2 separate regions of the Oryctolagus cuniculus genome follow, and region 2 is linked to region 1. A link is a contact called in public Micro-C data. All regions are on one chromosome and are shown on one strand. The core of a region is the stretch at or near the end of the contact, and the rest is flanking DNA. Distances in the headings are between cores, read along the strand shown.

Region 1 (6,739 bases), core at 4,018-6,517:
CAAACCCACACTGTCCAGCTCTGAAATGCCGCTTTTAACTAGGCTGCAGTGGTGCTCAAAGTGTGGTTCCAAAAATAGCGGCATCAATAGCACCTGCAAACATGTTACACATGCAAATTTTGGGCACTACCGCAGACCTACTGAATCAGAAACTCTTGGAGCAGAGGGCACATGTGTGTTTTAGGAAGCCTGCCTTCCAGGGGATTCTGGTGTACCCTGTAAGTCTGAGAACCATGACCATAACTGAAGGAAATAGAATGAATATGCTCTCAAAAGTCTATAAACTGAACTTTTGTGAGATAACTAATAGTTTAATAGTTTTAATAAAAATCAGCTTGCAAGGTCCTTCATTAATTTTTAGGAAGGTAATGATCTCTAATGCAAATAAATACCATGTGTGTATTAGACAGGCCTGCATAATATCTTCCTTTGGAGGCACACATATACATCCAGAATGCAAAAGTAAATACTTTCCTATTTCCATAATGATCAGAAAGAATTACTTAGACAAAGAGAACACTATTTATATTTTAAAGTCGAGCTGTAATTCTTGAAAAACAGGAAACCACATATCAACATAGCCAACACAGTGTACCATAGCAGAAAGGGCACCAGGCATTGAGTCAGAGTCAAATCACTCACCTTCAGCTCAATTTCCTGATTTTAAAATGGAAAATGAGCTCCAACTTCAGGGTTGCAATTAGGCTTAAATGATATGGCCTGAGGAAGCCACTGGTAAACAGTGTTTGGTGAATGCAAGCTCCACCTCTCTCCCAATCATGATGTTATCACAATTTCTCCAAAGCACTGTCTGGCACACAGAGGATCCTCAATACATATGAGGTATCAGGGATGAATATAAAGTATTATATTGATGATGTCATTGCTTCTTTCAGCCTCTGCTTGTCACAAAAAATCTCAGACTCTTTAAGGGAAAAGTCACCCTAACAAGAAATCCTTAGTCATGTGTAAAGTGGGCCAGATAATTTAAGAAAATCAGCTGATTTTCTTCCCCTGGAGAATACTATTGAAGGCGTTCTCTCCTAAGGCACAAGACAGAAACTCTTATTGACAACCCCAACTGGCCTTGGAGCTTCACAGTGTCAAGTCTACAACAAATCTGAGGTGCACATACAAACAGCTAATAAGGAATAAAAGATGTGCAGCTACAAAGAACTGCATATTTATAATTTTAATAAGCAGATTACAGTGTTTATCTGTTTAGTAAGCTATTTTAGTAAAATCTAAGATTCAAGGTAGTAAAATGAAACAAGTTCCTACTAACTGTAAAAAAAAAAAAAAAAAGCCTATTAAGAACAGACTTTTGGTGCAGCAAAGATTCCCATTTGGGATGTCAGAATCCCATAATGGAGTGCCAGGGTTCAAGTCTCAGTTCTGTTTCTAATCCCAGTTTCCTAAAAATGTGTACTCTGGGAGGCAGCAGGTAATGGTTCAAGTACCTGGGGTCCCTGCCGTCCACATGGGAGACTCAGGAGTTCCAGACTCCCAGCTTTGGCCTGGCCCAGTTATTACACTTGCAGGCATTTGAGAAGTAAACCATCAGATACAAGAGCTCTCTTGCTCCTTCCTTCCTTCTTCCTCTTTGTCTCTTTACCTTTCAAATATAAATTTAAAAAATTTAAAAACAAAGTTATAGCAGAATTGGTGTTGTGGTATAATGGATTAAAGTTGTTGCCTGCAATACTGGTATCCCATATGGAGCCTGTGAGTGAGTCCCTGCTGCTCCACTTCTGATCCAGTTCCCTGCTAATGTGCCTGGGAAAACAGCAGATGGCCCAAGTACTTGAGTACCCATACCCATGTGGGAGATGGGGATGAAGCTCCTGGCTTCAGCCTTGCCAAGCCATGGCCATTGCAGCCATCTCTCTCTCTGTTACTCTGCATTTCAAATAAAAAATATTTAAATATTAAAAAGAAAGACATTGCCAATGAAATGTGATTTGAGAACAGAAACCATTGCTGAATTTATAATTCAATGAGAAAAACAAAGGTATCTGCAAAATTTAAATTTTGTATATTTGCGATAAATGTAGTTCCCAATAATCCTCTGCAACACATTTTCTCAATCTTCTGAAATATTATTGAATCATCTAGGGCCTTCAAACAGGGGAATTCTGGGCTTCTAGCTTCCACAGATGTGGTGGAATGAAAAGGCCATGCCAAGATGGCCGCTGGCAAGTGAATCCACAGCAACAGATATTTAAATTAGCAAATGAATTCAAATTCAAGGACAGTTTTCACAGTAGGACCTCAATAGTAAAAAAAAATTCTAGCTACGTTGTCTTCCTTTAAAAAAAGATATCCACAAGGTATACTGTCCCTTTGTGTGTGTCTTATAATGATCCAAATATTTATATATAAATTTGCTTCACCTTTTAAAATGTGAAAGCATAATAAAACCACTTCAAGATCTGGGATTTTATCATTTAACCAACTTCATATGAGATTATGCAAATGTCTGATGAAAGATTACAAATTACAGGAGTTAAGCCTGAAACTCCTTCTACTTGATTTTCAAAAAATAATGAAAACAAGTTTGCTGTTTTTAGCTCATTTTTTTCACCTATCTTTTCAAGCGTCAAGGCAATATGCAACATGTAACTTCAAATGAGCAATTACATGGCTAAACTGGATCTGCAGAGGTGCCTTTTAGTGATGCAACTCATGACTATTTTAATTGAATAGTCTCTTCCAAATTTAATCCAAAATCCAATTAAGCAAACATCTTAGTTCATAAAAGAGTAACTTTTAGTTCAACCAGCCATTTGCAAAATTCAGTTAAAACAGATAGGAAAAAGAAGAGACAGCCCGTTCTGATATAGTCTTCCTACCCCATAGTGGAACAGTGACTTCTGGTGGCAAAAATAATACATGCATTTTGGAGGAAAAAGTGATGTTTAAGTTAACCTGGACTTTATTTTACCATAAATTCTCAGTCTCTTGGTGACCTCTGCATTCCAAGTAAACACTCTGTGAGTCTTCAAAACTGTATTTTTCTTAGGTAGAAGAGTTAAGCAAATGACAAACACCAAAGACGCCAGAAATTCAATTGCTACAGTGCACGAGTAAGACATTAACCCTAATACGTAACAGTTCCTTTTCTTCTTGCAGGTTGAAAGCAAAGGATTCATATCAACAAAACTGCAAGTACCCCCTACACACATACACGCAGCCTCATCATCCCTGGAAATTTTACTTGAAAAATGAAAACAGTCCCCAGTATCCAAACTCACTCGTGGTCCCAAGTGTCCCCAAACCCTCTATCTCCTTGAAAATGGCTGAACTCCAGCTTTCTGCTAACGCAGACCCTGGGACGAAGTGACGATGGCTCAATCAACTGGGTTCCTGCCACCTGTGTGGGAGACCTGGCTTCGGTTCCTGCTTCCTGGCATTGCAGGCATTTGGGGAGTGAACCAACGGACGGGATTTCTCTTGATCTCTGCTGCCTATTCCGCCTACCAACCCCCATTTCTAAATGCTAGCCGAATTCAAGTGAAAACTACTTAGCTATTCTCTGCTTTCTCTCCTGCTGCCTGGAGTGATCACCCCCTCAGTTCTCTGCATTCCTTTTCTGTATATGTATCTTCGAACACTGGCAAAGAGACAACACCTTTAAAAGAAAGCGGGCGAACCATCCAGAATTTTCTCCTGAGAGTCTATTTCCAGAATATCCACTCAAGGAATCCTTCCCACTACAGATGAAAGGCAAGCGGAGGAAATACATTAGACAGAGGAAGTAAACATTGACACGGGGCCGTGCCTAGGTATTCTATGCCTCAGACCAGCAGACTCGCGAGTCCAAAGGTCTCGCTCCTGTTCATGCCTTCTATCCCCACCCAGTCGGACACCACGCAGGTCTGAAAGGTTTCCCGCCCCCCGCCTACCTTCACCGTGCACCACGGAGCGCTCAAATAATCCTGCACCCGTCGCGGCCGCCTCCGCCTGTTTCTGCGCCTCCATTGCTGAGCTGTGCGCGCCCTGCCACCGTCCCTGGGACACTGGGTCTTCGCCCTAACTGACGGCTCGCTCGCACTGAAGGTTTTAAATGTGCCCGATTCCTCTCAGTGGTAGATCACGTCCCTCCAACGTGCACCGACAGGATTAAAATAACCCCACCCTGTCCTTAAATCAGACTAGATCCGACCAAGGGATGCAAGGTCCTTCCCGCCCCACCCCCCACCCCCGATCCAAGCAGGTCGTGGGACTCGCTCACAACTCCACCTCCAAAGCCAGGGGGTCTTCCCGGGATGGTTCGGCAGAACAACGCGGGGGTGGTGGCGGTGAAATTCACATGACCGAGACTCTCAAAGAGCCCTGGCATCTTCCTTAGCTACCTGCCCTGAAGGTAAACCAGGAGCCACACACGCCACCTGAGTCCTCTCCCCCTCCAGGTCGCCAATCCGCGCCCGCATCGTCGGGAAGCCTGGAACCGGACCCCCGACGAGAAACACCGTCGGAAAGAGAAACCGAACAGCCCCGGAGCCCCCCAACTCTATCCCGGCCCTGGAGCCTGCCTTCCGCCGACGCACGCCTCTTTCCCACCGAGCGCGACGCGAGCGGGGCCACGGATCTCCACCGGCGCACGGCGCAGAGGAGAGGGAACCCCGCTTTGAGCCCTCCAGAAACTTCTGGGACTCTCTGGTTACACAACTCGAGGACCAGGTTCCAACAAGGGACCTCGCCCGGCCATCCGCGGGGCGCGCGGCGGAGGTTTGCCCGGGGGCCGGCCCCGCGCCTAGGCGCCCGAGGCGCTACCTGCCGCGGACTCGCAAGTGGGGGCGGAGGGTGCTCCGCGCCCGCCGGGCCCGTCCTCCCGGGAGGTTCCCACAGGAAAAGCGGGAACGCCAGGGACTTGAGTCAGCGTGCGGGAAGTCGGCGGCCAGGGGCACCGCCTGGCCTTCTGAGAAAAAGCAGCCCGGCTACGGCGCAGGGCCCCGGCGGACCCCGATGCCGGGGGGCGCAAGGCGCCGCTTACCTTCCAGACTGTCCAGTCCCCGGCGGTGCGCCGTCGTCAGCTCCGCCCTCCCCTGACCTGAGGCGGCTGGGAAGGGGCAAGAGTGCGGCCGGGCCGCGCAGGGGAGCGCGACTTCCCGGGGTCCAGCGGCGGCTCGCGCGGGGCTCGGCTCCGGAGCCGCTGAGGCTAGAGCGCAGCTCCGGCCGCTACGCGCGCGGGCGGCGGCCGAGTGCGCAGGGGCCGCGCTCGCTCGCTCGCAGGCTCGGCGCGCCAGCCGCCCCGGAACGCCGGGAGCCGGGCCACGCCCCCGCGGGAGGCCCCGCCCCGGCCCGCGCCCGTGCCGCGGTGCCCGCTGCGCCCGGTCCGGCCCTCAAGCTGGCGCCGCCCCACAGGCGAGGAGCGTCGCGGGGCTGCCGGGGGCTGCGCGGGACCGAGGCTGCGGCGACCGCGCCGGGCCGCGAGGGGGACCCTGCCGCAGGCTGCTGAGGGGGGCTCGAGGACGCTTCGCCTTTGCCGCCGGATTAAGCTCGGGGTCAAGTTCCCGACTCTAAGTGTCAAGGAGCCCCTTTTTTATTTTTTTTGGCGATCTCATGAACAATTGAAACAAGATCCCGTGCCCTTTAAAGGCGATAATAACTAACATCTGGGGAATCCTAGTGCAGTTTATGAGGGGCTTTCGCACGCAGCCCGGTTTCGCCTTCACCACAGTCTTAGCACAGAGAGCAATCGTTCCCGTTTCCTAATGAACGAAACCCGAGGGCCGAGAAGTAACCGCTGCGCTCGGTGTCCCGAGCCGCCGGGGCCTCGGGGCTCCTGCGCTCCGCCGGCCCCACCCCGGGGACGCCCGACGGCAAACAGACCCGGGAGAGCCGACGGGGGATGCCTGGTGCGCTCGCTGCGGGGTTCCCTCCGCCGTGAGCGCCTAGACCGCCAGCCGCCTCCCCAGTGCAGGAGCGGGAGGCGGCCCCCGACCCCCCAACAGTCTAAAATTGGTGCCAAGTCTTTGGATGACCAACGTCACCTCACTGAAACGCAATGTGTAAAGTCCACGCATAGCATGTGTGAAAATGAGTCCCTCCGCGGCGACCTCCGTGTTCTTTCCTTTTTGAAATAAAAAAAAAAAAAAAAAATGTCATTGCCTACAAAACGGCAGAGCTACCCGATAGGCATTTGTGTGCATTTCCAAGTGCAGCCCTTGGTTGCTTGATTTAATTTCCCATGGACTGTTTTCCAAAACTCGCTACTCCCCATGCCCCCGTGGTGAGATTGCTTTAATTTACTTTAACAGCTCCAGTAATTGTGGGGTCCCTGATGAAATCTGGTGGTGTCTCCTCTTGAAAACCTAGGAGGTTGTTCCTCAGCAGGGTAGAACAGCAGTCACCCCCAACGGGCGGGCGGGTCTCTGGGCATTTTTTAAACTTCCTAAGAGAGACTGACACCTATTTTAATCAACAACAAAAGTAATGCATTGTATTGTAAAATACATGTATATGCACACCAGTGGTCATCAGAGAACTCCATGGGAAATGCACGCTAGCTTAGATTCCATTTTTCTACGAAATTGTCTATAGGTACCCTCAGATAAGCAGGGTGCTATTTTATTCCGAGGGTTTACACCTCTTCATTCCGAAGCTCTTTTTCTTGTTTCTGTTCTTTTGGTGTCATCCTCTACCTCTTACAGTGCGTTCGAGTTGTAATCAGCTCAGTTAATGATGATCTCCAGAGAAATTTGGTCATTTTATTTTCCTGTATTAAGAGTAGAGG
Region 2 (6,713 bases), core at 339-2,838, 50 kb before region 1:
GAAATGCAGCAGCTGGGACTCGAACCGGCTCCCATATGAGACGCTGGCACAGCAGGTAGAGGCTTAACCTACCACGACACAGCACTGGCCCCTGAATTTAAGTTCTACCCACTGGCTATTTGTCTTCTCTTGTCCCTTCCCATGTGTTTTTGTGTCTCTGTTGCTCCTTTCCAGTACTCTTTGGTAAATTTCAAGTCCCAAACCACACCTGCAGAATCAGAAACTCTGTTGGTAGAGTCTGGAAATGAGTTTTACTTACTAAACTATCCCGGTGATTCTGCCATATACCAAAGTTTAGAAACCACCGATTGAGGATTCATTGTCTGCATTCTTAACTCACTGAATTCTATTTAGAGTCAGCATTATACCACTTCCTGGCTGAGGCTTCTCATTCCTTTTGAAATCAAAAACAACTATAAAGTCTTCCAATATTTCTAGACCCCCTACCACTCTCTTAGTTCAGAATCTTCTTCATACATCATCAGGCTTTTTTCAACAGCTTACTGAGGATTGTTTCTCTTGCCAACCCTTTCTCCCCACTAAGTCTTCAACATTACTGCCAGAATATGGAATGTATAACTCCTAAAATACACATCAGATGTTACTTCCTTAACAAAAAAGGAAAATGATGCATTCTGTGCTGCCTACAGGAGAGACAGAAAACTTACAGGATCACCCAACACCCTTCCTTCCAAAACTGGCCCAAATGCTACAACCTTATCATCCCCTAGCCTCGCTCCAGCCCCTCCCTGCCACATTACCGGCACCGCCCTGCAGCCCAATAGTTCCCTCCTGCTGCTGACTTTGGAAGAGAATATTTTCCTTTTGTTGAATGCCCTTTCCCCTCCTCTCTGGCTCAGGACACCACACACCATTATTCAAATCTCAACAAACTCAGCTCTTCTCACAAGTCTTTTGCTGATATGGTAACCTTCACTCTTTACCTACCACAAGCTCCTAGCTTTCATGCATATCAAGTCATGAGGCTGGATGGGATTAAGGGAATGTTTGCTTGTTTGAGCAGAAAGGCAGCCAAAAGATAATGCTGCCAAAAGATAATTACTGAAACAGAGAACTGTGAAGAACTCTGCTACAGTTGCAGCTGGCAAGATTTCCTCTTGCACGCAAGTCCGCCAATGAGAGCTGTCCCCAAACCTGTACCATCTGAGGGGTTCTCGCCTTATGCAATCAAATGGACTCTTACCTGAGTCCACAATTCAAGCAAGGAAGATCGTTGTGCTATTTAACGTTTCAAAAAGTCCAAAGGAAACCACATATTTGCTCATGGAAAGTGTGTGAAGGCCTCTGCTTTGGGCCTTTCTGGAGCTTATGCCAACTCACAGTGCTAACACCAGTTAGCACATGCTGATCAGGAAGTCTAACTGGCAGTGTTTGATTCGTCTAAAAGTAAGAAAACAAATGCTTGTTTAATGTGGTTTGTTTAGAAGAGGAATGGTTTCAAAACATGGGCCCTGAAAGAGAAGGGGAAAACAAAACAATAATAATTTAAGACACACACAGGGACTCCCCCAGGCTTAGACTCCCTTAGACTGAGCCAGGGGTGAGCCCCTGCAAAGCCTGGGATACACAGGAGAATCACCTGGGTAGATAATAAGATCCTGACACTCTCAGGCCACACCCTAGGCCACTGACTCATAGAGGCTGGGCTATGTATTTTTAAAATGTCTTCAAGTGACTTAGTGCACAGCCGAGTTTGAAACCTCTGCTTCAGAACCCTGCTGTCACGTTGAGGGGTGCAGAGCAGCTACTGCCCTGCACACCGGCTGTGTGTTAGAAATGCACTTAGATATGCCATCCCAGAGTTCCGAATCAGAGCAGACACTTAACAAAATTCCTCGGTGGCTCATGGGCCCACTACAGTCTGAGAAGCACCGAATTACAAAATTGCATGGCATTCCGGAATTCCACAAACTCTCAAAGATAAGTGACCAATATTACTCCCCATATTTAGTCTAAAACATTGACCTCTAAAAAACAATTTGCTGCAGTCATCTATGAGTGAGAAATTTTCGATTTACTTCCAAACTTTTTCTTAAATACACATAAGAGGAAGAATTTAAGAACAGGAAGATATGGGAACTTTTTGTGTGTGTATATCTCCAGTAAAGGTCTAAATGAAATCAACACATATTATATTCCACACATATTATATCTAAGACCCTAAGCAACTCAATAGAAGAGTGTTTTTTTTTTTTAAAGAATATCTTGTCTTCTAACACCAGATCAGAGAAAGGGCTACTGCATTTTTAAATTGTGAATATCTTGAAAATATAATGGATCTAGGGGTTGCATAGTGCTACAGCAGGTAAAGCTGCCTCCTAAGACACCAGCATCCCACAAGGGTGTCAGTTCAAGTCCCGACTGCTTCACTTCCCATCCAGCTCCCTGCTACTGCCCTGGGAAAGCAGGAGAGGATGGACCAAGTGCTTGGGCCCCTGCCACCCAAGTAGGAGACCCAGATGAAGCTCCTGGCTCTTGGCTCCAGCCTGACCCAGCCTTGGCCATTGTGGCCATCTGGGAAGTGAACCAGCAGATGGACAATCTCTCTGTATCACACCCTAACTCTCTCAAATTAAACAAATAAATCTTTTTTTTAAAAAGTTGAGTAATAACCAGTTAAACATTTTGATGGTCAAGATCTGTAAGCTACTGAGCTATTTAAATCCTTTCTAAGCATTATGTTTAAGGAGTCACTTAAGGAAAGTACAGATATTATGACAATTTTTTTTAGCATTATTTATTTGAAAGGCAGAGTTAGAGAGAGATGGAGTGACACAGACATCTTCCATTCACTGGTCCATTCCCCAAATGGCCACAAGAGTTGGGGCAGTACCAGGCTCAAGCCAGAAGCCCAGAACCCCATCAAGGTCTCTAACATGGGTCATAGGGTTCCAAGTACTTGGGCCATCCTCTGCTGCTTTGCCAGGCATATCGGCAGGGTGCTGGACCACAAGTGGAGCAGCCAGCACCTGAACCAGTGCCCAGAGGGAACACAAGTTTTACAGGTGTCAGCTTAACCCGAGGTTCCACAGTGCTGACTCTGGCAATATTGTTTTTGAGGTTCACAATATTTCCTATGTTCTCAGAACAGAGGGGACTTCCCTTGCTAATCTAATTAGAATCTGCTTAAGCAAGAACTGGCAGCTGGAAGCAGAGTTCCCAGTTGCCAAACATAGGCACCATCACCTCTCAAAGCTGCTTAGCCTCAGGCCTTCAAATGCCCCTTCACTTTCACTTGGAAATTCACACAAAGATGACTTTCTCCCACACATTGTATGTTGGCTAAGTACACATGCTTCAGACATTTAGTAACAGTCAGATACCAAAGCTCTAGCACAACGACGGATAAGGTTTTGGAAATAATTTTGTTAGTAAAATGAATTTACTGAGCACCCACAATATGCCTGAGCCCATTGTAAGTGCTTCACCCATATTCAATTAATTCGCGCCACAAGCATGAAGCCAAGAACAGTATTACCATCCTTGCATCACAGATAAGGAAAATGAGGCCTGAGAAGTTGGATAATTTTCTCAAAGTCATGCAGCTGGTTAGTGGTGAGACTGAGATAGGATTGTGGCACTCTGGCTCCAGAGTCCATCATCTTAATCACTCAGCTATGCAGTCTCTCTGGAGAAGCTACTGTTAGACTCTCACAGAAACAGTTAAGGAATCCTGACTTTACAAGTCTTTTGGAAAATCATTTTTCCAGATACCTAGTTGTGTTTTACCATCGCACTTGCAAATTTGACATTACTTCTGAGCTTAGGTAGAAGGCTTCTGCCAAAGGCAAGTAGTGATGAATTGTCATAGTTGGTTGGCTTGACTTTCTCTAGGGATACTTGAGGTTTGAAATAGTCAATACCTAGAATCAGAGCAGCTATCATATTCCAGTGAGTAAAGATAAAGATGTTGGGGCTAGCGTCATGGCGTGACAGGTTCAGCCACCACCAGTGACACCAGCAACCCATATAGGCACTGGGTTGAGTCTTGGCTGCTCCAATGCCCATCCCACTCCTTGCTAATACACCTAGGAAGACAGCAAAGAAGGCCCAAGTGCTTGTGCCTTGCCACCCACCTGGAGACCGAAATGGAGTTCCCAGCTCCTACTTCATCCTGACCCAATCCTGGCCATTGCCACCACTTGGGGAGTGAATCAGTGGATACAAGTTCTCTCTCCCTTTTGCTATAACTCTGCCTTTTAAATAAATAAACCTTAATTTAAAAAAATCATGGAAAACAGAATTGAAAGAATTTTTAAGGTGGAAAAAACTTTCAAAATCCATGCACAGCTTTTTTCAGAACATGCATTTTCCATGATCTCTTTGAAAACCCATCTATGTAGGTTACTTATTTGTAGCCATCTCAAATAAGTGGATCACAACTGAGGGACCAAGATAAAATAGTACAGAAACCAAATTTTTTTTTTAATCCCAACAGTTTTCTCAACACTCATGTATTTATTTTCAGAGGTCAATCAAGTTCCTGGGAAATGCATGATTTGGACAGCCTCACACTGCCTACATACAATACTTAAGCCGTAGGCTTTCTTTATAAAAGTTTGATGACAGCAATAACAAGTTACCCAGAACACTGTTGGCAAGAGACTCCTTTCTACCTCACTCACTACTGGTGGTTAGCAGTGTTGCTCAGGGGCGGTGCTCTCTGCAGGCAGTCTGAACTGTTCTTGGGGGACCCTCAGGGTTCAGGAAGTTATGTTCCTTTCTGTCCTGTGGCTCTCCAAAGGAATCCCATTGCCCTAGTCTTCCCTTGTATCTCTCTGATGTCAATCAGCTGACCAAAGCTCTTTGGCTATGGCTAAATAGGTACCTGTGGTTTCTCAGAGTATCTCGCTCTGTTGTCTCCCTCAAGTTATGTAGAAAGGAGGGACTGAGTCATTATTACTCCATGGTGGTTACTGCCTCTGGTTGCCACATGGGTACTAATCAGTTATCACCTCTTGAAGAATGAGAATGTCCACACAGAGAGCTGGCTCTCTGCCAAGTCTGACTCATCCCAGCCCATAAATTCTTGGTTGTCAAGACCCTGGCTGACCCCTGAATCAAGGCCCAGAATTACTGTGTTCAGATCCTGAACAGAAAGGGCAAATGGCCAGGAAAAGAGTACAGAGCAGCTTCCTAGGGTCAGTGAAGTCCCCAGCCTGAGCCCTGAAGATTCTGCCCCTAGAGACAGGAGTTTAAAATGAAGGCTTATCCACAAGCAACACCATTGCCTGCACAATATAATACTCTAAGATTCTGGGAAAACAAAAAACAAGAAGCAGTGGCTATTACATAACTGACAGAGCAGACGGCAGGCAGCAAAGACATTTAATCCTCTTAGGTAAGAAATTAAAGGGCCTTGCTTTTCCAGTTTTTTTTTGTTTTGTTTTTTTTTTGGACAGGCAGAGTTAGACAGTGAGACAGGTCTTCCCTCCGTTGGTTCACCCCACAAATGGCCACCACGGCAGGTGCGCTGCGCCGATCTGAAGCCAGGAGCCAGGTGCTTCCTCGTGGTCACCCATGCGGGTGCAGGGCCCAAGCACCTGGGCCATCCTCCACTGCCTTCCTGGGCCACAGCAGAGAGCTGGACTGGAAGAGGAGCAACTGGGACAGAACCGGCGCCCCAACCGGAACTAGAACCCAGAGTACCGGCGCCACAAGTGGAGGATTAGCCTAGTGAGCCGTGGCACCAGCCACTTTTCCAGTTTTAAAGACTTAAAATGAATGGTTTTTCTTTTTTTAAAGTCAATACTACCAAACTACAGAATTAATTCAATATTAATAAAATGTCTTCTGATAACAAGTGCCCCAATAGTCTACAAATGTAATTGGCATTTTCATATCCAAACATAATCTTTGTATGACAGGGTTCATGTCTCTTGGGCTTAGCTTTAACTTATATTCTTTTTTTTTCTTGAGATTCGTTGAACATGGTTCATTTTTTTCTGTAGACTTCTTGCTATATGGGTTTGGCTGATAACACCCAGGAAGTTTACTTGAACATGTGGCTCAGCCTAGCAAATTTTCTATATACTTACTTGATGAGATTCCTGTATGGAAAGACCATTTTCATATGTGGTTTATTTACAGCCCAATGAATCATGCCAGGATGCACCACAGTTATCTCTTTTCTTAGAAAAATTTTCATATTAAATAATGGGATTCAGGTGTTACCAGCCGCACTACCATGCCACTACAAATTTTCTCACTAGCTTTTTACCTAACGATACTACAGGTTAAATACCCCCTTTTACAAAAATGTTTGTGACCATAAGTGAGATTTTAGAATATTTACATATACACAATGAGATGTCTTGGGACAGGAATCAAGTCTAAAAACAGAATTTTTTTGTTTGCTATACACCTTGTACACATAGCCTGAATGTAATTTATACCATATATTTTAGTGCACCATTGTTTTGACTGTGACCTGTCACATGAGTCACTTGTGAAATTTTCCACTTGCGGAATCACGTTGGTGCTGTTTCAAATCTTGGAGCATTTCAGATTTTTGGATTAGGCATGCACTACATGTGTAGCAGCTGCTGACAATTACTGCATGTCCAGATAGAGAATACAAAATTATAATATTCCAATGCTATCACTCTTTATTAGCTAATTTTTCTTTAAATAGCTTTTCCTTGTCAACCATTTGGTTACCTTAAGTTATAGTTTGTTCTGAAAACCAGCAT

The links. Hi-C and Micro-C count contacts between places; a contact is called where the count stands out from the background.
Region 2: a contact with region 1 is called in a Micro-C map of ear pinna, with 3 times the contacts expected there. The contact joins the enhancer-like site here to the promoter of AFF1 in region 1. A contact is called at or near these places in 2 of 6 Hi-C or Micro-C datasets (ear pinna and psoas muscle).

What each region holds. Positions count from the first base shown.
Region 1 is chr8:82,187,179-82,193,917 of mOryCun1.1, reverse strand. It overlaps AFF1 (ALF transcription elongation factor 1), which reads right to left and starts at 5,267. Exons shown (of 21, transcript XM_051820180.2): 1 at 4,997-5,267.
Region 2 is chr8:82,233,931-82,240,643 of mOryCun1.1, reverse strand. The region is part of intron 2 of AFF1 (ALF transcription elongation factor 1); the gene reads right to left. Among named protein-coding and RNA genes, the nearest start is that of AFF1, 49 kb to the right of the region's middle. Within about 2 kb of position 1,588, at least 3 of the 8 cell types and tissues checked have an H3K27ac peak or open chromatin away from gene starts, as enhancers often do. A contact at or near this core is called in ear pinna, where this site is marked.